Regions from separate parts of the Columba livia genome. Here region 2 is linked to region 1. A link is a contact called in public Hi-C data. All regions are on one chromosome and are shown on one strand. Each heading gives the region's core, a stretch centred on a gene start, on an enhancer-like site or on the middle of the called end of the contact. The rest is flanking DNA. Distances are from core to core; before and after follow the strand shown. Region 1 holds the start of ID2 (inhibitor of DNA binding 2). Region 2 has its middle 110 kb from the start of ID2.

Evidence for each region. A called contact is a pair of places that touch in the nucleus more often than the background predicts.
Region 2: a Hi-C map of crop shows a contact between it and region 1, with 1.9 times the contacts expected there. The contact joins the enhancer-like site here to the promoter of ID2 in region 1. A contact is called at or near these places in 2 of 2 Hi-C or Micro-C datasets (crop and liver).

Annotation. Positions count from the first base shown.
Region 1 is chr3:17,313,357-17,319,915 of bColLiv1.pat.W.v2, reverse strand. ID2 (inhibitor of DNA binding 2) reads left to right here and starts at 4,644. Exons shown (of 3, transcript XM_005506815.4): 1 at 4,644-5,109; 2 at 5,352-5,416; 3 at 6,095-6,559. The coding sequence starts at 4,762. The coding sequence ends at 5,408. All of the region lies in intron 1 of LOC110362102 (a long non-coding RNA gene), which reads right to left.
Region 2 is chr3:17,420,226-17,427,019 of bColLiv1.pat.W.v2, reverse strand. No RefSeq gene overlaps it. Among named protein-coding and RNA genes, the nearest start is that of ID2, 110 kb to the right of the region's middle. Within about 2 kb of position 4,464, at least 1 of the 3 cell types and tissues checked has an H3K27ac peak away from gene starts, as active enhancers do.

The DNA.
Region 1 (6,559 bases), core at 3,395-5,894:
TAGGCACAATCAGCCCTGAGCATCTAGGCAAGGATGAGGTGGGTGCAAAGTGCACCGGGAGGAAATGTGTCAGCTGCAGCATCTGAGAGCAGCAGAGCAAACTCAGACGGGAAATGAGCTTGCAAAGTGCACCCAACAAGATGATCGCGGGGATAAGTTGCTTCTATGGAAACTGCAGCCCGATGAACCAAAAAACATTTTGATGGCAAAGTTTTAGCAGGAGCCGGCTCATGGCTGGTTTCAGCTACATTCCCCACCCCCTAAAGAAAAAAAAAGGAGAAAAAGCTGCACAATGTGTTTCTTGTTATGGACAAAAAAAAAAAAAAAAAAGGGACACAGGTTTTTTCCTGTATGGGCTACATCATATTAAGCTGTAAGTTTAGTTCTGGACAAACAATCTCTTGTTGCATCTCTGGGATGGAGGTTAATGAATTCCCACAGATGATGTTGGCCAAACAGTGGTCGGCTTGTGACTTGATTTCCAGCATCATGATGTGAGGGGATCAGTATAGAAAAGCACTTTGAAGGGAAGAGGCTGCCTACAGCAGGATTGTTTCTACAAGCTAATTGTACTGAGTGCAGCTGCACAAAGCTGGATCAACAGTAATAGAAGGCGGCGCAGACTTCCTGACGCCAGCCCCGCAGAGCTCCCACCAACAGCCTGGCAATTCCAGATTGTTTTCCAGACCTTATCTCTCCCCCAAGTTTTTTTTTTTTTTTTTTTGCTTCTCTTTCGCCCTTTTTTTTTTTTAATTTTGTGACCGGAACAAAAGTAACAGGAAAATCCTTTGTGAAAGTAGAAAATGCTGTTACAGATCGGTGCCTTTCGCAGAAGTTGTAACTAAATATTTTGCATGCATTACTCTCCCTCCCGCTCAAAAGAAAGAAAGAAAAAAAACCCACCACACCACCCAAACCCCAAACTTCTAAAACTTCTTTCTTTGAATGAATTGGAAACGTGAGGCAAACAAAAGGGGCCGACTAGTTAAAAACAACCGGGTTTAGCAAGGTATTTCACCTGGTACATTGAAAACTCCTGTATCTGAGCATATTCGGACACCCCACTCGGATAGGTTGGATGGTGTCAATGACTTGGAAACGGGCCAATTTTAACAGATTTTTTTTTTTTTTTAAAGTCGGGTTTGATGGCTTAAATACACGGCAATTAAAACCATTTACATTATTACTAGATGGTTTAGATAAATAAATTTAACTAGAGGCACGGGATAGGGCGCGCGTAGGAACTCGCCGGTCCCTGACGGTGGCGGGGGGGAACACAGCCCCCGGGCCCGGCCCGGAGCCCTGTTGGTCCCCCGTTTGTCACGCACCGGGAGCCCCGGCCCCAGGGACGGCTGCGTGGCCCCGGGACTGCTCTCAGGAGACCTCAAAAAGCCAGAGCGCAGGCAACCCCCATAAAAAGGGTGCTTTTTCCTATTTTTTTTTTTCTTTTGGGGGGGGAGGGTGAACACAGGACAGAAATTCCCCCTTTCTCTCCGCAGCGCACCCGGGGCAGCCCGGCGCGCTCATTCCCGCCCGGGTCGCGGCTCTCGGCCCCGCGGAGCAGCCCGGCGCGGGGCGAGCGGCGCTGGGATCTCTCCCGCGGACGCGCTCCCCCCCAGGTCCCGTTTTACTCTTTTGCCCGTTTCACTCTTTTCCTCCCCCCTTTCCCCGGGCGCCGTCACCACCACCCCCCCGCAAGCGGAGCGTCCGGCGGCGGCCCCCGCTGCAGGTGCGCCCGGGAGGGGGAAGCGGGGCCGGGCCGCCGCCTGCCGCCGCCGCGGGCGCAGCCCCGGTCGCCATGGCAGCCGCCTGAGCGGCGCCGCCGGGCCCGGGCGGCGCGGGCGGGGGGGGCGGCGGCGAGGGGCTGATGTCACGGGGCTGGCGCCGCGCAGTCCGGGCCGGCCCCGGGCGCGGGGCGGGGCGGGGCGCGGCGCCCGGGGCGCGGGGAGGGGGAGCGGGGGCGGCCGCGCACCCGCCGCCGCGCACCCGAGCGCTGCCGCGGGCTGGCGCCGGGGGCCCCCCACGGCGGGACGGCCCGCACCCCCCCGGAGCGGAGCCCTGGGTTTGTGGTTGGCGGCGGAGCTGGGGGTGTGTGGGGGTGCGGAGGAGAAAGCGGCACTTTGTGCATGGCGAGCGGCGACGGGTTCCGAGCAGATGTTTGCGCGGCGTTTCGGGGTTGGGAACCGGCTGTAAAATCCCGGCTGAAAACAAGAGGCGGACGCGGCTCCCTGAAGCACCCGCCATCCCGGGGGCCCGTCCCGCCTGGGACGAGCCCTGAGATCCCGGGGAAGAGCCCCGAGGAGCCGCTCGCAGCCCCGCTGATTTCGGGGGTCTCCCCAGCTGCCCGCGCGTCTCCCCGCCGGGGCGCGGGCAGCCGGGCTGCCGAGCCGGAGCAGTGGCATGTGTGAGAGCGGGGAGCCTGCAGAACCGGCGGGCCGCTGCCAAGGGTTCAAAGAGCAGAACCGAGGGAATGCCATGTCAGAAAAGACTCTTCGCCCCTTGCCGGGGGGAGCGGAGCTTGCTTACTCGCAGGCTATACTCTTCGTGAAAAACGCGCACATGACAACCGTTTGGTTACAGAAAAATAACCAGTTTAGCCTCTCCTCGCACAACTTCTCAGTGTCCTAAAAAGCATGTTAAGCCCTTAGTACGGAAAACCGAAACCACTTGCAAAGGGGTCCTCTGCAAAACCGGGACGGACGTTACTGTAAGCCTGCTGCGCTGTCCAAGAATGACAAATAATGACAGGAGAAGTCTCAACGTACTTGTTTACGTTGGCTATTATTATACCAAAAACAGTGTCAAAATTTCTTCCACTGGTGTATTCATGAGCCAGAAACCCAAGCTCGGTGAAGGACTAAAACCTGTGGCAGCAGACCAAGTACCAGTTGAGATTTTAATGATGTGAAGGACTTAAGTCGCTCTAAGTGATGATTTTAATCGAGTCATTAATTGACAGGGTGGGATTTTTTTTAATTATTTACTCTTTTTAACTGCACTTGAACAATGTGTTTGTCTTCCTATCAGACTGAATGTCGAGATTCACCCTTCGCATTTCAAACGCGTTGAATTGTGTTCCGGCCAGCCTGCCCACCGCCTACAGTCATCCCCCCTCCCCGAGAAAAGCCCCGGGGCAAACACCCCGGGGTGACAGTCGCCAAAATGTCCTGCTAGAGAATAGCCAACCACCAGCTCAGGAATGCCACGTTAATTGGAAAAAAATATTGATCCAGCTCTCCGCAGCTTTGTCTCCAAGTGTCTGCAACGTTCCTCCCCCACAGCCCCAGCTCCTTCAGTGTAGCTATGCAACAGCAGCGCAGATAAACCCAGTGTTGGTCTGCTTTTAATAGGTATGACTGACAGCACAGCCCTCACTGATTTTGTGGATCTATGCCGTTACTACGTTTTTGTTTGCAGTGAACACTGAAGTAGTTTAAGCATCCAGGTGGTTATTACAGAATTGCTGCGTTTTGTGTAGAATTCCATACATATCAATTGCATATGTAAGTCCACACTTCTCTAACTTTCCTCAAGGTAATATGTGAAAAGACGGGTGGAAGTTATGTCGGTATGTTATACAGCATAAGCAAACTATGGAAAAATATAATGGGGTTAAAGTTTAAAAAAATCCAAGTTGCTTCTCCAGCTAAATAAAAAAACCTCAACTTTTTCCTCTGGAGTGTTTCTGGAAGAGGTTTAATTGGCTGCAACCAAAAGCTGCAAAAAGTACAGCGGGTAGTAAGTATTTGCATTTGTCACCAGAAACAATCTATGCATAATTAATGACAGTACTGTGTCACAAGCACTGATAGGGTGCAGATGAGCAGCCGTTCAAGGGTAATACATGTAAATGCACTTCCAATATGCACATTTGCTTAATGATCTCCAATTAATAGCATCATCTAAAATAGCCCTGTCCTCGGGAAGCCGGGAGCGAACAGTGACGCCTGACTCCGGCAGGGCTCTGGGTGTCCTGTGCTCGGCAGGGCAGAAAGCTGCAGTTGGTTTTACAGTTTTATTTTATCGTTATTTTTGATGCTTACACGCCCTTGCTCACATCTGCAGCCCGAAGTGCTCCGCCGCTGACCCGGCCGTCCCCTTGCACTGCCGGTTTTTATTTTGAAAACCCGCTCGATGCTCTGCCTCACAGTGAGTTTTAGGAAGGCTCAGCCCCTCGCTACAGCCCGACCCGGTTGCCCCGCACTCCGCGCCCCTGGCTCCGGCACCGCCGGCCCTCACAGCTGCTGTGCGGGCTTTCAGCCGGCGGCGCTCCGTGCCCCTACAGAGAGGCGAGCAGCGGAGGGACACCCACCGCTCCATAGGAGAACGAGCGCGGACTAAAGCGCCAGAGCCGCGCTCCGGTCCCCGCACAGCGCTGCCCCCGAGGCCGCAGCCCCGCTCCCTCCCGGCAGACCCGACTCCACCGGGGCGGGGGGGGGGGCGGGGGCCGCCGACTATTTACTCCCTCAGCTGTGCGGCGCGGCCACGCCCCCAGTCGGGATTGGCTCTCCAGGCGGAAGGCCCGCGCAGCCCCCGCGCTGTCCGCCCCACCAGTGAGGGCGCCCCGGGGTGATGGACGTGCCGGCGGCCGCCAATGGCAGCGAGCGCGGGCCGGGCTCGGCGGCGGCGGCCGTATAAGAGGAGGCCGCGCAGCCCCGCGCCTCAGTGCGAGCTCCGGCAGTGCGCAGAGGGGAGGCAGCGCCAGCGCTCCGCAGGCTCCGCTCCCGTCCGTGGAACCGCGCTCTCCGCCCGCCTGCCAGCATGAAAGCCTTCAGCCCCGTGCGGTCCGTCCGGAAAAGCGGCCTCTCGGAGCACAACCTGGGCATCTCCCGCAGCAAAACGCCGGTGGATGACCCCATGAGCCTGCTTTACAACATGAACGACTGCTACTCCAAGCTGAAGGAGCTGGTGCCCAGCATCCCGCAGAACAAGAAAGTGAGCAAGATGGAAATCCTGCAGCACGTTATCGACTACATCCTGGACCTGCAGATCGCCTTGGACTCGCACCCCAGCATCGTTAGCCTCCACCACCAGAGACCCGGGCAGAACCCTTCCTCCAGAACTCCTCTGACCACCCTCAACACAGACATCAGCATCCTCTCGCTACAGGTAACCGCCGGCCCCTCTGCCCCCGGCGCTCCGCCGACCTCCAGCGTGGGGTTACAACTAGAAATAAATGTCTTTCCTCACGGCAGAGCGCGGTGGCCGCGGCGGGGACGGGGCGGGATGGGATGGGATGACCCGGCTCTGCAGACGCCGTGCGGCAGGGGGGAAGCGCCCCGGACGGTTCTGTCCCGCTTCCCCCGGTCCCGGGCCCCTCTCCTCACACCTGTGCTGTTTTTTCCTCGCAGGCGTCCGAGTTCCCCTCAGAGCTCATGTCAAGCGACAGCAAAGCACTTTGTGGCTGAATCGAACGGTGAGTGCAGTGCCTCTTCTTTCGAAACTTCGGAGGGAAAAATAATAAGTGTCTCCCTGGGGAAATGGGAGGCGTGATGGTCATTTCTAAAAATCGTCTTAAATTCATTAGGAGATGTCTTTATAATAAGAAACTAAACTAGTAATTAAGTCTTGCAGTCCAACGTGTATTTTGTTGCTAAGGTTCATTAGGCAGCACAGGCTGCTCTGATACTGCTCGCTCCTTAATGCAAATTCTCTTGTTATCTGTTCTTAGAGTCTTAACTTCCCAGGCCAAAGTAACTGATTAAGTTGGGAATCTTGGCACAATTCCTCAGATTCTGTGATGTGGGATTGTCTGCGCTATCAGTTAAATAAGTGACTGCTTTTAATCAAGTAATTTGCTGTAAGAGGCAGACTGGCGCCTCTGAGCATTGCGTTTACAGAGATCTAAATAGAGATTGGACTGAGAATCCTCTTTTTACCCTTTCCCTTGAGTGTAAGTTATTTTAATGTTCAGTTTGTGCTCTGGAGAGCGAGTGTGTGAGCGTGTATGTGTTGCATCTGGACGCCAGGGTTTGCCCAATCTCTGAGTGTTTGGTTAAATGTTCAAACTGTGGCTTCCTCTCTGGCGCCAGTCTGTCCGGATCTCTGCCCTGTTAGCATTCTCCTAAATATGCCTCTTTTCAATCTCTTGCAGGTGTTCCACTGATGAGATTTTTTTTTTTTTTTTTTTGCACAAGAAAATGGCTACATGATCTCTTTTTTTTTTGAGGTGCTGAATTTATTTTTCAGCTGTATCTGGAGGGGAAAATCCACATCTAACTAAAAGGACCTTTTAAAATTAATGAAGAAGAAAATATCAAGATTGATCTTTATCCTCTCCCCATTCTGCAACTTGGACTGAACCTAGTTATTTATGAAGAGACTCTTAAATACCCTTTCCCTAGTTGGAAGGCTTCCTTTATATACTATTCCCAACGTGGGGAGCGAAACAAAAATCTCACAAGGAGTTGCCCATTTTAAAGCAGACTTTGCCTTTTTTCCAAAGGTGGAGCGTGAGTACCAGAAGGATCCAGTGTTCAGTTTTTTTAGGAAAGTCTGTGGTCAAAATTACCTTTTTGACACAAACCTAGGACTGAATGCTGTGTATATATTTATATAT
Region 2 (6,794 bases), core at 3,215-5,714, 110 kb before region 1:
GGGCATATAGCGGGTAGGAGTTAAGCAGTGTACGCAGACAGCTTTGGGCCTAGACTCTCCTCTCAGCCATCCCAAAAGACTAAAGCTTTCCAGGCTTCTAGCTACACGAACACTGAATGTTTCGGTAGAAACAGTTTTGCAGTCACAACTAGTACAACCACAAATAACATGCAGGCATAAAACCATTCTTATCCATCTCTCAGAGCACTTCAAAGGTCCCACTTGATTAATTTGTTTTTCTTACAGGACAAGGTTACAGATTATGCCTTTGCCCTGAGTTGGGACATGCAAGAACAGTATTAGCAACCAGTGCAATATACAGGACAGTAAATTGTGGCCCAGGTTTTCTACTATTTCAGAAGTTTTGCTCATGTTTCCAAACATTACTGTACTGATCGGACAGTTAAAAATTAGTCTCCCAGCAAGAGCTGAGATCATCAATGTCATTACCATCATCCAGGAGCTACAGAAATATAAAATATTGCAAGAATCACCACAAAAATCACAAGGGAAGGAAGGGGACAATCTAAAGGAAGCCTAAATCTGCCATGCCACATCAGACCAACAGCTCAAGTCCAGCATCCCACTCCTAGCAGAGTCATTTAATCACTGCCTCAGATTTACAGAAAGACAATAACCCCGTAATGCACCTGGCCAATTATGAAATACTGTGTATGGATAAGGGAAAATCCTTCCTGATCCCTACAGAAACCAACCAATGTCCTGAAATATGAGATTTAATTAAGCCTGTCTTATTACTTCAAATGTTACAACTGTTCATAACATTTTCTAGGCCCTTTTCAATGTAGCACAGCATTCACATTTACAACCTCCTGTGGCACAGAAGTCCACAGGCTCAGCCTCACACTGTGAGGCATCTTCTGTGGATGAATGAAATTTACTGGCCCTTTTGCCTCATTTTCTTAATACAAAACCACACCAGCCAGAAATGCATGGCTTTTCTGGTGACATCATCTACTTCAGAGTCACCCCACGTCCACATGGCTGTTGGCCTGATGATAGAGCACGGAGGGTGAAAGGAGGTAAGGAGGCCAATTTAGATGATGCACCAGGACTAGCAACATAGTCCCTTCTCAAGCTTGCCTGGGACTCTCTGAGTTTGCCTACATGTGAAAAATTAGGAATATATCTCTAATGGAACAATTATTCATAAAAAACAATAATTAATTACATTACTGTTATTTTAACATACCTTTTGGAACATCCTCTGCTTTCTGCCTCTGCAATCCCACAAAAATTCACTATTAACATGTTGAAAGCAGCAGATAAGAGAGAAATGCAAAACCTCAGGTCCAAATATAAAGAGAAAAGGAAGGAAGGAAGAGGGAAGGCTACAAGTTAATAATTGTTCAGAATCTGTAGTCTACAGTAAAGAGGGAAATAGTTTTGTTCTGTTAAACAAACACTTTACTAACGACAGGGTCTCCTGCCCATTTCTCACAATCCTCTAGGTAAATTAAAATAAAAGGATTTGTAGGTTCAGCCTGTGCCTTACACAAAGTCAGTTCTGAAGAAAATTACTTCAGTGGGGGGAGGAAAAACGGGAACTGAAGAAGAAGTCAATTCGGAGAAGAAAATGTTGTAGTTTTGGAAATTCTCTTCCCTGAAATTACACAGTACCTCATTTTGGAAACTCCAGAGTACTGTTTCAGCAGTCCTGGAATGGAGTGAGAACCTTGGCAATGCCAGCTGACAATCTGCCCCAACCATGACTGCAGTGCTGCAGAGCCAGTGAGGCCAGAAGCCCTGTAGCCCATCAGCTGGCTGCATGGACCACATTTGAACTAGAAATGGTTTTCTACAGGGAAAACTGAAATTTCCCATGGAAACTTTTGATTTCAAAGGAAATGGGTTTCCTCCACATGTCAGAGAAGCAGCATATCAATAAAACAGAGTTCAGCAGAAGGCTATCATGACTGGAACACTTGCCCAATGAGCTAAGAGAGGTGGGCTTGTTCAGCCTGGAGAAGAGATGGTTCTAGAGGGGACTAACAGCAGCATCCCTCCCCATGCTTATGAAGAGGTGATCAAGGAGATGGAGACAGGTTTTTCACAGCAGTATAATACACAGTGGGAGGACAATGAGCATAAGTTGTAAGAAGAGTGGTTCAGACCAGATCTGAGGAAAAAGATTTTTTCACAACGAAAGCAGTAGAAATCAAGCAGGGGAACAGGTTGCACAATTAAGTTACTTAATCTCCATTCTTGGGAGCTTTCAACACCTGACCGGACAAAGCTCTCAGCAACCTGGTCTCATCTTTTAGCTGACCCCACTTGGAGTAGAAGGTTTGACAAGAGACTTTCCAAAGTCGCTTCTAACCTCAATGATCCTATGATCTTAAAATTTCCAACCTGCCTCTCCAAACACAGATTTAAAAACTGAACCATCTGGAGTAGATGAACTCGCTCAGGTGCAAATCACATCATTCCCTTCCATCTCCTCTGAATTGTGTTAGAAATAATTCAGCTTCTCATCATCATCAGTGCCTCTCGATCTGCAGTCTGCATGACTAGAGAGCTCATCAAGTGCTTCTTCTGTTATCTGACACTTGTTTATAAACATTTCTACAGCACTCACAAATGCTGTGCAAACAGTGCACTGACGATAATGAATCAAGGTTCCCAGAACACCCAGAGCACAGCCTGCAGCCACCGACATCCTGCGTGGCTTGGAGAGGCTCCATCCCCTCCTTCTAGTTGTCTTGTCCCATTAATGATATCACCCGTGACACTGAGGTCTCTGCTTGCCTGCCTGTGACACAACATGATATCAGTGGCTTTACCTCACTATCGTTAGCTGTCTAAACATTTTGAGGAGCAAGTGGAGCAAATGGAGCAATCCTTCTTGGGTACTAAACGTTTTCCTTCCTGTGAGAATCACGCTTGTGAAATTCACGGATATCAAACAAGCACATAGTATCTAATGAAACATAGATTTTGACAAGTTCTCAGCAGTCTTGAGGTCAGCATCTGTCATGTGAGGACGTTCAGCACACAAGACATACCTTGGTCCACACAGGTCCTGAGGTCGTTAAAGTCCAACATAAAGTCTATGAAGTCGCTGCAAAGATTCTGCTAAAATTTTGTAGGCTTTGGAGCACACAAACAGAGCAGGAACAGCAAATTGTTACGATTTTAGAGAACTTTGCGATTTTCGGTGTTTGGCAAAGCAAAACGTCAAGAATAGGAATCCAGGGAATAATAAATGTACAGCCTTCAGACTTTTTATTGTCCTGCACAAGCACAGTAATTGAGCACATCAGACTCTTCAACATACTGATCCCCCTAACACCTCTGCAAGGTAAACACAACACCCATGTTTTACAGATGCTGCAATGGGGCACCAGAAATCTGCGTGATGTTGAAAATCATAAAATGAATAGGGAAATGAATCCAGGTCTCCCAAATCCCAGGCCAGTGTCTAGACCTGGTAAACATTGTTACCATATATATTCTTACAAAAAGTAAGACGTTTTAATCCTCAGAGAAGGTCTGCAAAGTTTTTCAAAAACTTAATTTTCTCTCAATTTACCATGACTTGAATTTGTCAGAATTTAGACAAACATTTGACTGAAATGTAACCCAAGAAGTCTTCAAACCAGACCACTTTTGAACACTGTGAAATGGAATTACCTTGAAAATTTTGAATTGTGTATGCTTTTTCTACCTTTTTATTTCCATTTTTGTACAGTAAGAATAAAACATTGGCAGAGACTGGGGTGGTGTTGTCTATTTAGAAACTACAGAATTAGACAAGTAGAATCTACCACAACATCTGCTGCTCTTCTAGATGCCCCACACACAGCATTTTTAGCAAGAATTACTGAGTCAAGAGATATCTAATTAACATTTAGTCCTTGTGCCTTCCCAGTCTGACCCAGGTGCAGCAGTGAATATGCTAGCTGAAGTTTCAGTGTTCGAGCTTTCAATTTTTAATGAAAAAAAACTATTTTTCTGTCAAAGAACAGTTTTAATGGAAGGTTTTGAGCAGTCCTATTGCCAAGTGCTCTCAAGCCCCATTAATCCACCAAGTAAGGGCATTTAGTATCTCTAAGTGCTCAATACTTTTGTACTTGACCCTCTGGGATCAACATAACATGATACTTAGAGCCAGAAAAGTAGTTCCAAGTAGCACAAAACCTAAAAGTGTCTATTCACATTCACTGGCAGATTCAACCGGGATGGATGAAGCATTTTTTGTTGCCAGCTGTGGCCTCTGTCCCTCTGTGGGAAGCTACCATCCCAGGGACAGTTTAGCAGAACAAGTGTCCCCTCTGGAGTCAGCAGGGCTTAGGGCCTGGGCGCAGCAGGAGCTGGCAAGAGCACAGCAGGTTGGAAGGTCCCCCGGCCGAGGTGCAGGGACACGTTCCCCTTCAGCCAGCCCTGTGGCAAGGCAGCATCCCAGCAGAGGGGGAGGAAGAGCTGGGAGCTTCAGTTTCTGCTCCAGCTCTCTCTCATTGAACTCTGTCACCAAGCACCAGGCGGGACCCAGAGCCGGTTAGCTGGCTGTGAGCATGCAGTGCTGCTGCTTTATGAAAAGGAATGACCCCTAAAAAACAGTGAGGGCTCAAACTTTCAGTGTGCACATCTGTTCTTTGAGACGGACTCTAAGGTCACTTTGAATCATGGAATGAAACATACGGATAGTGAAACCCAAGAAAAATGACTGCCTTTCCTCTTGTGTCTGAACTTTTATCTGCTCATCTGAACATTTTGCAAAAACCAACAGAAAACCTATTACAAAGATCGCTGGTGCATGAAATGATTGAGAAATATTTGCAGTTTGAAAGCAGTTTCACTTCCTGTCTGATACCACAAAGAAGCTTTTTAATAAAGTTAACATCACTGTTATTTGTTTTACATCTATGTCCTTATTTTGTCTATTTTTGATTTCTTGAATACTTACATTAAAACAAAACAAAACAAAAAAAAAAACAGTTCCTAAAGCCAGAAGTTCAGAGTTTTTCATTGTAAGCCATACTGCTAATAATGTAATAATGTTTCTAATAATAATACTTTGTGCTTACACTGTAAGCAGCTTTCATCCAAATACTTCAATGCATGCTACCAATTTTAGTTAAGCTACCTAAATATATGCATACCATTTTACAGCTGGGCAGACTGAAAGATTTTGTGACCCTCTTTTCACAAGCATAGAGGCTGAAAAATTAGGTTGTGGAGTCCTGAATTAAAATACTCCAGGAACCATTAAACTATACTGCCTGTGCAACACCTATTCACAGTAGTTAAGCTCCAGAACTGGTAGAATACTAATTAAATTAATTTTGCGAATGCTTCTGTGCTGCTATTTGTGAGGTTGTGTTCCAATATGCAGACAAGCTGTTAGATAGTCATAAAATAAATTTGTGAGTCCTGAAAGTAATGAATTTCAGCATGAATAACTAGCTAAACACTGTCCTATGAAATAGAAATCATAACAAAAAGCTATCGTATGTTCCCTACACTTAAAATGGTTCAGCTACCCACTCAAAAAGCCACGTGACCAGTATCATAATCTTGCAGGCTATGTCTCTTTCTAGAAACTACTTGCACTGTGACCAGAATTAAGAAGCTAAATTTGCTCATTACGGTTTTGACCAGTACAGTTAAATACAAAATCAAACATCATTCTGACCCACAAGGGAATTGCCACAGATGTGGCTGACCAACAGTTTTTGCTTTAGGTTCCAAAGGAGGGCCACCAGTTTCTATGGCAGCCTCTTCCAAGGTTGTATCATTGGCCGTGGTAGAGTGGCAATTACCTGATTAAAATCACACAGCTGATCCCCGCTAACGCGATCCTACTTCAGCCCATGTTTGCACTGCATCAAAGGTCATGTTTCTTGCATCTTCTTCTGAAGCCATCTGGGGGCACCTGCTGGCTGTTGGACTTGCTGGACCCTGAGTCATTTCCTGCAGGATACTGGTCATTCCCACATAATTAAGTAATGTGACACACATGTTAAAAGACTTTTTTTCACTTTTTTTTTTTCTGAAAATGAAAGTTGGACATGCATATTTAAACTCAGGACTTTTATTCCTATAGGGCTAAATTAGTTGCAAGCCCCACACCAAAACACTATTCTGGTTAGTGACAAAGGCGGGAAAATGCAGCGAGATAGCATGTGAAGGGCAGAAAGCAATGACGCTATCTGGGCGATTCACGTGTGCCTCTTTCATACAAAAATTTCTTTGTCCAGGGATAGTCCCAGAGTGAGCTGAAGGGTGTGAAACCATAATAGTGAGTATATTCCTCCCATGCAGGCAGAACTGTGTAACTTCAATGCTTCCAGTGTAACACACTGGAAGGTTTACGCACCAGGACCTGTAACAACTGGAAAGAGCAGAAATTGTGGACAAAAGCTTTTTCTGATGTGCAGAGACCTCCTTCCCCCTCACAGACTCCTCGCAGCTGGCTGAGGCTTTTTTGCTTTCAGTCTCAGCTCTCGCATTGCCCACTGCCCACCATGCAGCGGGGAGAGGCTGCATTGCCATTGAGCACACAGGATCTGCAGCACATGTTTCCAGGTGGGCAGTGTCACCACAGGACCTGCAGAATACCCAATACTGTGAAATTCTGGTTTTAGCCTTCTTTGTTTCTTTCAGCATACTGTTTCTTTTTGGTTCCCTGATCTTGAGCGTGCACTCAAACACACAGATCGTCAGGTCACTGGTGGCAGGGCTGGCCTGACCATAGCCCTCTGAGCCTGCACACATGTACACACACACCTGGCACGATGAGCATGCTTCAAATGGGAAGGCAAGGCACTGAC